Regions from separate parts of the Sus scrofa genome. Here regions 1, 2 and 4 are each linked to region 3. The links are chromatin contacts, called in public HiChIP or PLAC-seq and promoter capture Hi-C maps. All regions are on one chromosome and are shown on one strand. Each heading gives the region's core, a stretch centred on a gene start, on an enhancer-like site or on the middle of the called end of the contact. The rest is flanking DNA. Distances are from core to core; before and after follow the strand shown. Region 1 has its middle 77 kb from the start of SELENOP. Region 2 holds the start of CCL28 (C-C motif chemokine ligand 28). Region 3 holds the start of ZNF131 (zinc finger protein 131). Region 4 holds the start of HMGCS1 (3-hydroxy-3-methylglutaryl-CoA synthase 1).

What was found. Promoter capture Hi-C pulls out the DNA fragments that hold promoters and counts their contacts. HiChIP or PLAC-seq counts read pairs in DNA pulled down with a chosen protein or histone mark.
Region 1: an H3K27ac HiChIP or PLAC-seq map of alveolar macrophages shows a contact between it and region 3. The contact joins the enhancer-like site here to the promoter of ZNF131 in region 3. A contact is called at or near these places in 1 of 5 promoter capture datasets (liver), 6 of 47 Hi-C or Micro-C datasets (heart right ventricle, liver, mesenteric adipose tissue and 3 more) and 1 of 2 datasets of contacts at active chromatin or transcription factors (alveolar macrophages).
Region 2: a promoter capture Hi-C map of fetal liver shows a contact between it and region 3, with 2.1 times the contacts expected there. The contact joins the promoter of CCL28 here to the promoter of ZNF131 in region 3. A contact is called at or near these places in 2 of 5 promoter capture datasets (fetal liver and liver), 1 of 47 Hi-C or Micro-C datasets (liver) and 2 of 2 datasets of contacts at active chromatin or transcription factors (alveolar macrophages and skeletal muscle).
Region 4: an H3K27ac HiChIP or PLAC-seq map of alveolar macrophages shows a contact between it and region 3. The contact joins the promoter of HMGCS1 here to the promoter of ZNF131 in region 3. A contact is called at or near these places in 2 of 5 promoter capture datasets (fetal liver and liver), 6 of 47 Hi-C or Micro-C datasets (alveolar macrophages, epiblast stem cells, fetal skeletal muscle and 2 more) and 2 of 2 datasets of contacts at active chromatin or transcription factors (alveolar macrophages and skeletal muscle).

Annotation. Positions count from the first base shown.
Region 1 is chr16:27,623,140-27,626,220 of Sscrofa11.1, reverse strand. It overlaps the pseudogene LOC106506477. Among named protein-coding and RNA genes, the nearest start is that of SELENOP, 77 kb to the right of the region's middle. Within about 2 kb of position 1,285, at least 9 of the 83 cell types and tissues checked have an H3K27ac peak or open chromatin away from gene starts, as enhancers often do. A contact at or near this core is called in alveolar macrophages and liver, where this site is marked.
Region 2 is chr16:28,009,387-28,012,500 of Sscrofa11.1, reverse strand. CCL28 (C-C motif chemokine ligand 28) reads left to right here and starts at 1,642. Exons shown (of 3, transcript NM_001024695.1): 1 at 1,642-1,712. The coding sequence starts at 1,649.
Region 3 is chr16:27,812,507-27,815,384 of Sscrofa11.1, reverse strand. It overlaps ZNF131 (zinc finger protein 131), which reads right to left and starts at 1,411. Exons shown (of 7, transcript XM_021076671.1): 1 at 1,186-1,411; 2 at 144-282. The coding sequence starts at 267.
Region 4 is chr16:27,955,612-27,958,736 of Sscrofa11.1, reverse strand. It overlaps HMGCS1 (3-hydroxy-3-methylglutaryl-CoA synthase 1), which reads left to right and starts at 1,541. Exons shown (of 11, transcript NM_001252215.1): 1 at 1,541-1,598. LOC106508153 (a long non-coding RNA gene) reads right to left here and starts at 1,308. Exons shown (of 3, transcript XR_001304747.2): 1 at 1,186-1,308.

The sequences.
Region 1 (3,081 bases), core at 36-2,535, 190 kb after region 3:
CCATGAGGGAACTCCATCAGTGTTCAGTTTTAAGGGCACATATAAGAAGGCTTGGAGGACAGAGCTTGATCCCTGCAGGGGCACTCCAGGAGGCGTGTCTGAGGCCTTAGCTTGGGGAGAAGCAGTGGGACCCACTGGCTGGGGCTGCACAAACAGTACTGCTGGGCATGCTAGGCTGACCTTCAGATTTGCGTTTCTGTCCTGAAATTTCACTGTGACCTTCTCATTGGGTGGCCCCCCAATTCAGCCTTCAGTAGCTTCTCATGTGTTATTCCCCCTGGTTATTGGTGAAACTGACTCTGAGCAGCTGATGTGTGGTTTTGAGGTCTATGGACTTTTACGGGCAGTGGGGCTGTGTTCTGGGTGAGAGTGTGAGGGCAAAGGGCATATCCACGTGCTTCTCAAGATGGGGATAATGAGGGAGAACCTACTGGGGCTATTCTCTTTACCTTCTCTGGCCTGTTTGTGAAGGAAGAAGAATCTCCAGCACACCCTCTGTCTCCCCATCGCATAAGAGAATTAACCTGGACAGATCTCAGCTGAGGTGATGAGCCATAACAATCCCACTGGAGATGTGATTAAGGCATACAGGTGAGCAGAAAATTTCCCAGCTATGTTTTAGTGGAAATCGTATTAAACTAAGACCTTGGTGTGATTTTGCTTTTTAGGGCTGCACCCGCAGCATGTGGAGGTTCCTAGGCTAGGGGTTGAATCAGAGCTTTAGCTGCTTGTCTACATCACAGCCACAGCAATGCCAGATTCAAGCCGTGTCTGCAACCTATACCATAGCTCATGGCAACATCAGATCCTTAACCCACCGAGCGAAGCCAGGGACCAAACATGTGTCCTTTGGATACTTACTAGTCAGGTTCATATCTGCTGTGCCACAACAGGAACTCTCCTTAGTGTGATCTTGATGAAGTGTGTTAGCATCTCTAGGCCTAAGGTCTTCACCTCTCAAATGAAATTTGGGGGAGGATAGGACAGTCTAGAGTCTTGTCTTGCTCATCAGGCTGTAGCTGTCATGTGCATGTTTTGGACTTGTAGTGTGAGTAGAGTTATGGTTCTCAACCTTGGCTGTATGTTAGAATCATCCAGGGAGACTGTTCCCGAGGCCAGGATATAGGCATCACAGCCATGGTCATAAAGCCTTCTGGGCCATTCCAGTGTGAAGCAGCTTTTAGAGCAGGGCCATTGCACCTGTGCTTTCTGTAGCACCAACACTGGCATCACCTGGTGGCTGATAAGACACACGGAGCCACTGCATTAGAATTTGCATGCAGTGCTTTAGAGCTTTGCTGACATCTAGTGGTGACAGCCTGTATTAAGACTTTCCTGGAGTCTGGCACAACATTGTAAATCAACTATACCTTAATAGTAGTGAAACAACTCATTCCAGGGAATTTTTTTTAAAAAAATTTATTTAAAAAATTTTAAGTGAATTTTATTTTTTATTTTTTTATTTTCTATTAGAATCTGATTTACAGTGTGTTAGTGCCAGGTTTACAGCAAAGTGATTCAGTTACACATTTCTATTCTTTTTCAGATTCTTTGCCTATATGGGTTATTACAGAATATTGAGTAGAATTCCCTGTGCTATATAGTAGTCCTTGTTGATGATGCATTTTATAAATAGTAGTGTGTATCTGTTAACCCCAAATTGAAATGCCAGATGTCACTGTAGTAAGTCCAGTTTGTGAAGGCCCAGATTTATGAACCCTGAGTATGAACGATACTCAAGGGAATGATCATGTGTTTCTCAAAAGTAAATGGTGAATACAAGAAACATGCTGATCTTAATGCCCTTTGCCAGAAAAGAATGAAAATTGCTGGTGAAAACATCTGATTTCTGTAAATATATTCTTAAGACTTAGCTTTCTGCATGCAAATTTTCTTTCCAGTTTAATTTCTGGTATTGAATAATACTAGAATTAAAAATAACTCGTGTTCTTGGGAGTTCCCTGTTGACCTAGAGGTTAATGGTCTGGCATTGTCACTGCTGTGGTTCAATCCCTGCCCAGGAACTTCTGCATGCTGTGGGTGTGGCAAAAACAAAATCAGGTGTTCTCAATAGGGGAGTGGTGAAATAAACTATTAATAATTCACTTAATGGATTTTTCAAGCAGATACGATGAGATTTTGGAAATACAAAAGACTCTTGTCAATGCGCAGTTGGGAAAAAAAAAAAAGGCAAGGTATATACCTGTGTACTCAGTCTGATGACAAATATACAACAAACCAAAAACCTAAAAGCAAGCTCAAAACCATGCAAGGAGAAAAGATTGAAAAGACATGCATCTGAATGTTAATAATAGTTATCCATGCATAGTAGACACTTATCTATTATTTTCAGAAAGTTTGTGAAATATGTTCTTTATAATTTAATCAATTTCCTTGAACAATCCAGAATTTGTACCTTTATTACTATTATTTTTTTGGCCTTGACCTAGTCATGTGGAATTCCTGGGCCAGGGATCAAACCTGTACCACAGCAGTGACAATGTCAGATCCTTAACTGCTAGGCCACCAGGGAACTCCCTCTTCCTTAAAAAAAGACTCCTGCCCTCTGGTCTTCATGAATTGTATGCAACTGAAACATTTTAAACTCCTGCCCTCATCTCAAATTTCACAGAAATCTGATAGAAGGAAACACAGTCTCATAACATAATGGCCTCATGATAACATCTATAGCTTGTTTATGTGATTCTGTGAGATTCATGCTGTTATTTCAGTTCTCTTCACATCAAATTCTGCCCTAGCAGTTCATAGCAATGGGTATTTTGTGTTATGTGATTCTTTCTGAGGCAGACCCATGTGAGCAGGGTAATTGTTGTTGAGGAAATATAATTAAAAACGGAATTTCTCCCAAGCTAGGAAACTTCTCCACGAAGAGAGAGTAGAAAGAAAACAGCTTTATTATTGAATAAGCATTAAACCAAAATTCAATAAGCATCACAGGCAGTCCACTAAGGGAATGGAAAGCCAGAGGGAAATCTTACCCTTTTATGGAGTCAAGCCGACCCCACTGTTGGATGCATTTTCTCTAGATAAACATCAACTAGTCCTCAGGTTAGAGGACCA
Region 2 (3,114 bases), core at 393-2,892, 200 kb before region 3:
TAGGTCACAGATGAGGCGTGGATCCTGCGTTGCTGTCTGTGATATGTGCTGGCAGCTGCAGCTCCGATTTGATCCCTAGCCTGGGAACCATATGCCACTGGTGTGGCCCTAAAGAAGCAAAACAAAAACCAAAACTTTGTAAATTTTTGTAAATCAAAATAACTTTTTACCATAACTTTTGCATGACTTTCCTGACTTACCTTCAGAGCATGCTGCTTAGTCCAGAGAGGCTGTGTGGTTGTGGCAGGTGCACACAGTCTCAAGGGCCTTGAAAGTCACTTCTGCAGGTTCTCTGTGCTCAATTTCTGAGCCTTTTGGCAAGGTCTTCTTGCTCAGTGGCAGAGTTTGGAATGGCTGTTCTGCATGACAAGGTCTTCTCATTCTTTGCCTAGTTCTGTGCTTCCCCAAACTCTTCATTTCCCATTTTATTATAACTGCAGTTCTTGATAGTGAAATTGGAGCTTGGTTAAGTACCACAACTGACAGCTGAGGTACAGTTCTGACCTCAAGTTCCTGACCTTATAAAGCAGCAGTGCCCAATGCAAACATATGCAACTTAGAATGTTGAGGAGTCACATCAAAAAAGTACAAAGAAACAGGTGAAATTAATTTTAAGAATATATCTTAACTCAATATATCCAAATATTATCATTTGAGCATATAATCAAGATACAAATTATTAGATATTTTATATTTCTTTGTACCATATTTGAAATCCGGTGTGTGTACTGCACTTACAGCTCATGTGAATTTGGACTAGCACATTCCAGATGTTCAAGGGCCACATGTGGACAAGAAGCATGAGAGCGCCGTTAGAGGAAGCATGGCAGCACTTGGGATCACCCAGCCTGACATCTTCTTTACAGAAAAGTTAAGTACATTTGCTGAGGTTATGCAACCAATTAGCAGAAAAGACTGGATTAGAATCCAATTACCCTCAGCCTACCCTAGAGTTTTATTCACAAAGCTGATTAGTAGCAAGCTGGACTAGAACCCATACCTCCTCATGCCTGCTCAACCTGCTCTAGGGCTCTTTTTCATCAGGTACAACCTAGAGGGAAGAGGGCTCTCCACCTGTTTTATACCTTTCTTCTAAATAAACTAACAGCCTCACTGGAAGCATTTTGGCAGTAAACCAAAATCAGAGTGGGGTAGAATTTTTCCATCTTCCCACCAGATAATGTTTTTTATGACTTGCCACCTTTGTCCCCAGAAACTCTTAGTTTCAACAAGCTACTTAAAACTCTAATTCCTTTATATAATGGTTCTCAATGGAGGTGTCCATCAGAGTTGCCCATGGGGCTTTTTAAAAATTCATATTCCTGGTCCCCTACACCCAAATTCTGATTTATAAGTCTGTGGAGGAATTCATGGAGGTAGCTATTTTTTTTTTAATCGCTCCCAAGTTTTGATGCACACCTCAATCCACTAGGACCTCACCAGATGTCAGATCACCACTAACATCTTTCTTAAGAAAGAGCCTGGTCTCAAGGAAAGAAACATGAGAAACAGGTACCCTAGCACCTCCCAGGGCGGGGCTTTCTGGCTGGCTTTCCTCCTCGCTCTTTCTCTGCAACCAAGGACACTTTTAGCCTCATTTCCTGATCTTACAGCCTCACCTGCGGTGCTGCTGAGCGGCTGGGCAGGAATGCAGCACACAGGACTTGCTCTCGTGGCCTTGGCTGCCTGTGTGGCTCTTCATCCCTCGGAAGGTGAGTGAGGGGCTGACTATCTCAGCCTCCGGTGGAAGGAGGGGGGCTGCCTTCCAAGTTGGAGCTGGAGGGGGTGAGGTACTCCAGCAATTAGGGGCAGGAATTTCCAGTTATCTACATGAGAATGGCATAGGTTTAACTCCTCATCTCCAAGAGGCAACTTCAGGAAGGAACCTCATTTGAACAGGAATATCAGTAATTAGCCACAAGAAGGATGAGATCCTACCATACCAGTGCAACTTTGAGCAGTGCTTCTTTTTCTGATAACAGTATCTTAGAAAAATCTCCAGGTAGAGGCTAGGGGAAAATCCCCTATTATTCAACTGCTTCCCTCCCCTCACCCTGACCAGCTAAACTGTCTGAATACAAGTGCACATATTCCTGAAAATAAGACCAACTCAACCTTCTAGTATATGGTCTGGTAAGCTGCAAGCTATCTGAACAAAGTCAGGTCTGTGGACACTGAAAACCAAAATTTCAATCTGATCTTAAAAACGGGATACAGGATAAAGGAGACTGAACCATACAAATTACATCAAAAAGAACTTTTTTTTTTTCGTCTTTTGTCTTTTCAGGGCCGCACCCAGGCATATGGAGGTTCCCAGGCTAGGAGTCGAATTGGAGCTGTAGCCACCAGCCTACACCAGAGCTGAAGCAACACCAGATCCAAGCCGCATCTGCAACCTACACCACAGCTCATGGCAACACCAGATCCTTAACCCACTGAAAAAGGCCAGGGATTGAACCCACAACCTCATGGTTCCTAGTCAGATTTGTTTCTGCTGGACCACAACGGGAACTCCAAAGAGAACTTCAGTTGTGAGTTGCTAGCACATACATGTATAATCTCCATATGGAGATTATAACTATTTGGACTGGAGACAATCTTTTCTACTGTGTTCAGGAAACCGTAAATATAAGTATTTAATACTTGACTGATAAGACTCTTTTCTACTGTATTCTTTTCTGAAAATTTACCCTGAATAGATTCTCTAAATTCAGAACAGGTAAAATGTAAGTTTTGTTTGGTTTGCTTTTAAAAAAAACTAAGCCAGTATTTTAAAATGATTTCACATACACATACTCGTATATACACACATACAACTTGGATTTTAGAGACTCTTCTGAAAAATTATATCTGGCAAGAAATGGCTAGAGCAGACTAGCTCCTGCCCTTCTTTGAAGTGGCTATCAACTTATTAATTGCCTGGTTCCTCCTCTGTAGGCATTTGCTTAGAGATTCCAATACACTGCCCCAATGTACTGAGCTTGTATTGCTGAGCACAGGAAAAATCTGGATAATCAGTTCTTCTTCTCTATCCATCTATCTTATCAAGACAAAAAGCTTGCCATTTTATATTTCTGTAAATTTTGTGGAAAATGTCACCATTGAAATTTTAGG
Region 3 (2,878 bases), core at 162-2,661:
CTACCGTGAGGGGACATTTAAGTGCACACCCCCCGCAGACTTTAGATACAGAGTCCTTAGAAGGTGGGTAAAAAAGGCGGGTGGAGGAAAGGGAGATGAGAACTGAAGCCACAATTCGCTCCTCAGCCCACCACCGTACCCACCGTCGACAATCAAGGTGATGTCAGTAAACCGGTCCTGCTCTCGCTGTTCATTCAATCGGTCCAGGATCATTTTATGATGTTCAGGGAACTCCTGAAGGCATTCCATCGTCTCTTCGGCCTCCATGGCCGTCGGGTTGCTCTACAAAAGAGGAGCATGATAATGTACACTCATGAGCTCGGGCTGAGGAACAAAACCCCTAAAGCATAAAACAACAACAACAAAAAAACAAAACCCAGCAACGTGAAAAGAAGGGGGGAGGGTGAGGCAAGAGGAGAGGAAAACGAGTGAAGAAAGAAAGGCGAGCCGGGCGGCCGCCGCGCGTAGGGCGCCGGAGCCGCGGCCGCGGGACTCCGAGCCTGACCTAATTGGAGTCGGGAGACGCGAGCTGGAGCGGGGTGGGCACAGCGCCGGAGGCTCCGGGCGCTGGGGCGCGCAAGTCCGGCAGGGGAGGGGACCCGACAGCCGCCGCGGCCCTCTAACGGCCCGCCAAGCCCTTCGGCCCGGCCCTGGCTTCCACCGCCCCGGGACCCGGTCCGGCCCGCGGCCCACAACGACTCCCGGGTCGCCTCTCCCTCCCCCGCCCTCCCTCTTCTCCCCCGCCCCGACCGGGCCGGCACTCACTCAGGGAAGGAGGAGCGGCCCGGGCTTGCGCGTCACTTACGTCGACGTGCTGCGTCACCGCGTCGTGCTCCGGCTGACGCGGACGCCTACTGAGCGCCGACCCACTGAGCTACGCCCCCACCCGCCCTCTTGTAGTGGCAGGGCGGAGCTAACGGAGAGGATTTGGCGCTCGCGGAGCCGAGGGCGCCAGCTCTGGAAGGAGGAAGTGCGGGTGTGGTTGGGTTGAGCCGGTATAGGGCCTGGCTTTGTCCTGAGTGGAGCCCCACCTTCCACCCACGCCCACGTCTGATTCCAGGTGTGAACACTTCCAACCCGGACCTCAGAATAAACTCGCAACCGGTTCCCAGTGTGCTTTTGCTTAACCGCCCCCAGTCCCGCCCCGCCCCCTTCCCTCCCAAGGCCTAGGTCCGGCCGCCTTACCTAGCTCACGATCCTCCCTCTCTCCTTTCCGTCCCCGAAAGCCTTTCCTTCTCTGCTCTCCCCTCTTGGGGTGTGACTCGCCCCACGCTTTTCCCTACCCCTAAACGACGCCTCGCCCGCCATTTCCTGCGAGTGTCGGAGCTCTCTCCGCTTGGGTCCGGCCGGCGCACGTGCGCTCGCTCCGAGACCCGGGTGGCCGCCGCGCCGGCTGCGGCGGCCACGGGCGCGAGCACGTTCCGGCCGCCTAGGATCTTCCTCCCGGGTGCCCGCCCTCTCAGTGCTCGGCGAGTAGCACATGTTTGCTAGGCTCAGGACCTGCATCTGCTCTGATTTTTACACCTAGTACTATTACTGCAGCTCTCTGTTTCCCAATCTGCGCGCTTGAAGAGGCCGTTGACCCATAATCAGCTCACGTAACTGAAGTCATTCATTCATTCCTCTGAAAAAATGACTTTTTGAAGATGATATGATCAAGGCTTAGTCTTTTCTCTCAAAAGGAAGATTGGGATTAGGGAAGAATTTAGTATTGATTAAGGGTAAATGTAACTATTTCATTAGTCATTTATTGAGAGCCGGCGTTGTGCTAAGGCACTGTTTAAGGGACTGGGAAATCCAACAGTGAATAACTCATATGTAGTTTCTGCCTTCCCAATCTTAGTTTATGGAGGAGACATTTTGAACATTTAATTGCATGAGTGCTGACTACCGAGTGTTATGAGATGTGAAGAACAAGATAATCTGGGAGTCAAGGAAAACTGGTGACCTATAAGAAGCAATATGAAGTTGAGTGTTCTTAGCCAAGAGGCACCAAGGCTACAGCATTCCAGGAGCTGAAAGAATGTTACTAGACAGACCCACAGGGGCCTTGTAAAAAGTGCTGAAGATGTTAAGATTTTCTTATAGTCACAATGGAAAGTCTTGAAGGTTGAGCAGGAAAGCGACATGGTAAATTTTACTTTTTTTTGTCCTGGCTCAATGTATTGTGGAAATTCCTAGGTCAGGGCTGCTGCAGTGACCACACTGGATCCTTAATCTGCTGCACCACAAGGGAACTCTGTTTAAGAAGAGAATTATAGGGAGTTCCCGTTGTAACACAGCGGAAATGAATATGACTAGGAACCATGAGGTTGCCGGTTCCATCCCTGGCCTTTTTCAGTGGGTTAAGGATCTGGTGTTGTCCTGAGCTGTGGTGTAGGTCGCAGACGCTGCAAGGTTCCTGTGTTGCTGAGGCTCTGGTGTAGGCTGGCAGCTGTAGCTCCGATTCAACCCCTAGCCTGGGAACCTCCATATGCTGCGGGTGTGGCCCCAAGGGGGGCAAAAAAAAAAAAGAGAATTATAGCTCTAATATGGAAAATAGATTAAATGGGACAAAATACAAAGAGTAAAGACTTATTGAGAAGGTGTTAGTAATCTAGATGAAACCATGGTGGCAAATGGGATTAGAAAACTAGATGGAATATGAAAAAAGTACATGTATATAAAGAAAAAACTAGATAGAATCTAGAGACAGAATCAACATTGTCTGGAAAGTACCTCATGGCTATATATATAAGAGAGAACAGTCAAGGATGGCTTCAAGATTTTTGGCTTGAGCTGGTAGGTTGTTGGTACCATTTACCAAAATAGGGAGTACAACTGGAGGAACTGACTGGGGAGAGATGAGGCAGGGAAGGATAATTTTAAGGAGACAGCT
Region 4 (3,125 bases), core at 292-2,791, 140 kb before region 3:
CTTCTTTCTAGTGGTTGTCCTTAATACCTTTCAATGCATTTTAACATGCTAAGAATGTTTAAATCTGCCCTCAGAACTGGTGTTGGTCACAGTCAAGCAGTGTTTCTCTCTTTTTATCACCTACTTTACGAAGGTATTAATGATATTGATTCTGGAATAGAATGTCATGGGCAACGCTGTGGAGTATTACCATTATCAAGTGGTCCTCTCTCCCAAATAATTTATGCCACTACTTCATAGTGGCTCCATTACCAATATATTTTGCCACTTTCCTAAGAATGTCTCTTACTAGGTTAGTATCTATAGCGGATAATGAATTTCACATAATAGAAGTTGTGTGCTGCATAGAATCATCAAAGTCCTCTTATCAACTGCTTTTCTGGGTCATAATGAAACTGAGGAGGAGAGAGAGACAGAAACAACTCTGAACCTCTCATGGTCTCCCATCAAGACTAAGTACTACCATTTCTCTATCTGAGATGAGGCAGAGTCTAATTTAAGGCCATAATTGTCCTCCTTTGGATTCTCCCAGTGCTTGAGTGATTTCCTCCAGCTTGACATGCTCCTCTATATTTTCTGAGGAAACTAGGTAGTCAATACCCTGTGGACTTACTGAGAATTTGGGGCCCTTTTCCTTCTTTCAACAACCTTTTATTAGTCAAGTACCACATAAACTCAGAAGATAGTGAGAAATGGGCCAGATGGAGCCCATTCCCTCAGAGTGTATGGGCTAGCAAAAATCCCAGAATAAGGACCTACTCCCTGCTTAGGCAAGGCCCCTTACCCTCTTCACTGGTGTCTAACCCCAAACCATCACATTTTAGTTTTAATTAGGAAGAACTGTCCCAATAATACAGTTAAGGGAGTTTTGTATAGACGTGACACTACTGAGTATCTGCAAATCTGGTATTTAGAACCTGTTATGTAAATATTTGCCAATTTACAAATTTTAGTGACATATTCTGCTCCAACTTGTAATGCTGGAGCACTTGGCTGCTCTGGGAAACTAGAAAACGTTAAGATTGAACTAAAATCAAGTATTTCAGAAATCTTATAGGCGAATCCTAGCTCTGGTTGCTAGGCAACCTGACAGACTCGTCGACAAGGAAGACTTGCCTCCCTCACTTGACCATCTCGCCCCAGTGGTGGGACGCGAAGGTTTCATTGGCCCGCATCTCTACTCACACGGCTCCAATTGGGTGGAGAACCTCTCACTCCGCTCCTGTTGGTTCTCGCCGTGTCTCGCCGCTCTGTCATTGGTAGGCCGGCTCTCGGGCCACCACACGTCACTCTCTCACCCCACTTCCTTGCCCTCTGGCTTTGTCCCCGCCCCTTCCCCCGCCCTTGAAGCCACGAGGGAAAATCCCGCCTCTAGTTTCCTTTGGATTGGTTGAAGCTGGGTTGGGGGACGGGCGCTGCCAGGCTACTCTGCCCTCCGCGATTGGCTGCTGGAGCCACTGTCCCACCTCCCAGAGACTCCCGGCGGTGCCGGAGTCGGGTGGGTCGGCCACTATAAAGCTGGTGGCAGAGGGGAAGCGCCGCGTACTCCCCATCCGTTGGTCGTTATTTTTCCACGGCCACCGCCGGGTCACATTTGGGTGAGTGTCCCGCGCGGAGAAGGAGACTTGGGCTGCTGAGGCCCCGTGGGCACGGTGAGGGCTCCGCGGAGTCGGTGTCCTTGACTAGGCCCGAAGGAGCTCTGGCTCCGTCCGGGTCAGGGCTGAGGCTAGACCCGGCCCGGGAGGATGGGGAGCCGTGAGCGGAGGATGGGGAGCCGTGCCAAGTTGCGGAGGCCCACCGCGGCAGGTCCTAGGAGGGACCGGGGCCCACTGATGTGGGCAGGCGAGTCGCAGAGGGTAGAGGGCGTTGAGGGCTAGGGTTCTGATGACAGTCATTCAGGAGCTGGAGGTGCCAGAGAAGTGGCTGTGACCGCCTTGAGAGGATGGGAGGGGGGCACATGAGGGGGACGAGAAAGGAGATGGGTTGCGGCGAGGCAGTGGTGGGGGGGGTGGTCCTGGAGACTTGGCTTAGGGTGGACACAGAAGCATGGGGAAGATCACACTTGGAGGCTTGTAGGTTGGCAGGGGGTGTGTCCTCCTGGCATATTTACCGGGAGGAAGTGAGCTGGGTAGCATTACTCCTTCTCTAGCTCAGGTGCGACAGGGCATCACAACAGTGATTTTACCTGGCTGAGCACTTTGGGCTTTTGACTGCTTCGGCCTGTGCCTGCTTCAAATATAGCAGATTGCCGTCTGCCACGTTCTCGCCTACGTATTTTTAATGCCCATTAAAAACAAATAGGTTTCCTTGATGTTTCTTGTCTCCCTCCTGCTAATGACTTCAGGACTAGCCTGACTTGATAAGAAGTAAGGGGGAGGCACCTACAGAGTGTTCACGCACAATAGGTTTTGACTTAAACCAAGGACATTTCAAAGCTCAGTATATGGAGTCTTTGAAAAATGTGTGTCCTGCCCTGACTGGTGGTAGAGAAAGGATTACTCTGACCCAGCCTGGAGGAAAGATGTGGACAACAGGTAAAGTGGGGCTGTCCCAGCTGGTCGTGTTTGCCCTAGGACCTTGGTTTTAGCGCATCACAGGCTTCTTTGCTCACCTCAACTGAAGCTCTCCGCTCCCCACTCCCCACTCCCCGTGCTCTTGCCAACGGGCTGCAGGATGATGTGTTCTGCCTGCTGCTAAGTAGCATTCGCTCTATTCCAGGGATGAATCATGAAAAACAATGGAAAAATAAATGACAAAATTAAGACAAATGGAAGTGCTTGTATAGTTAGCAGATTTTTCCTTCTGAGGTGGAGTTTGGACTTTTATTGCATAGATTTCTATTAGAAGGCAAATTGAAAGTCCTTAGCCTGTATCGGTGCCAAATGGTTCTTTGTAGCTTGAGACGTCTAGGCAGTTTGTGTTCTTTATTTTTAAAAGTTCAGTTATTTTTGTGTGGATAAGGAGAGCAGGATAATGGTGTATCTTATGGGAAAGGAGAAAGACTTTCTTTTCTGTGTCTAAACTTTGTTGGTCTAAGTTTGTAAATCTGCCCTTTAATCGGTTTCAGTTTAGTTTGGTTTAGTTAGTAATGCCAGTTCTCAAAAAGTATTTCCAGTGGGGAGAGT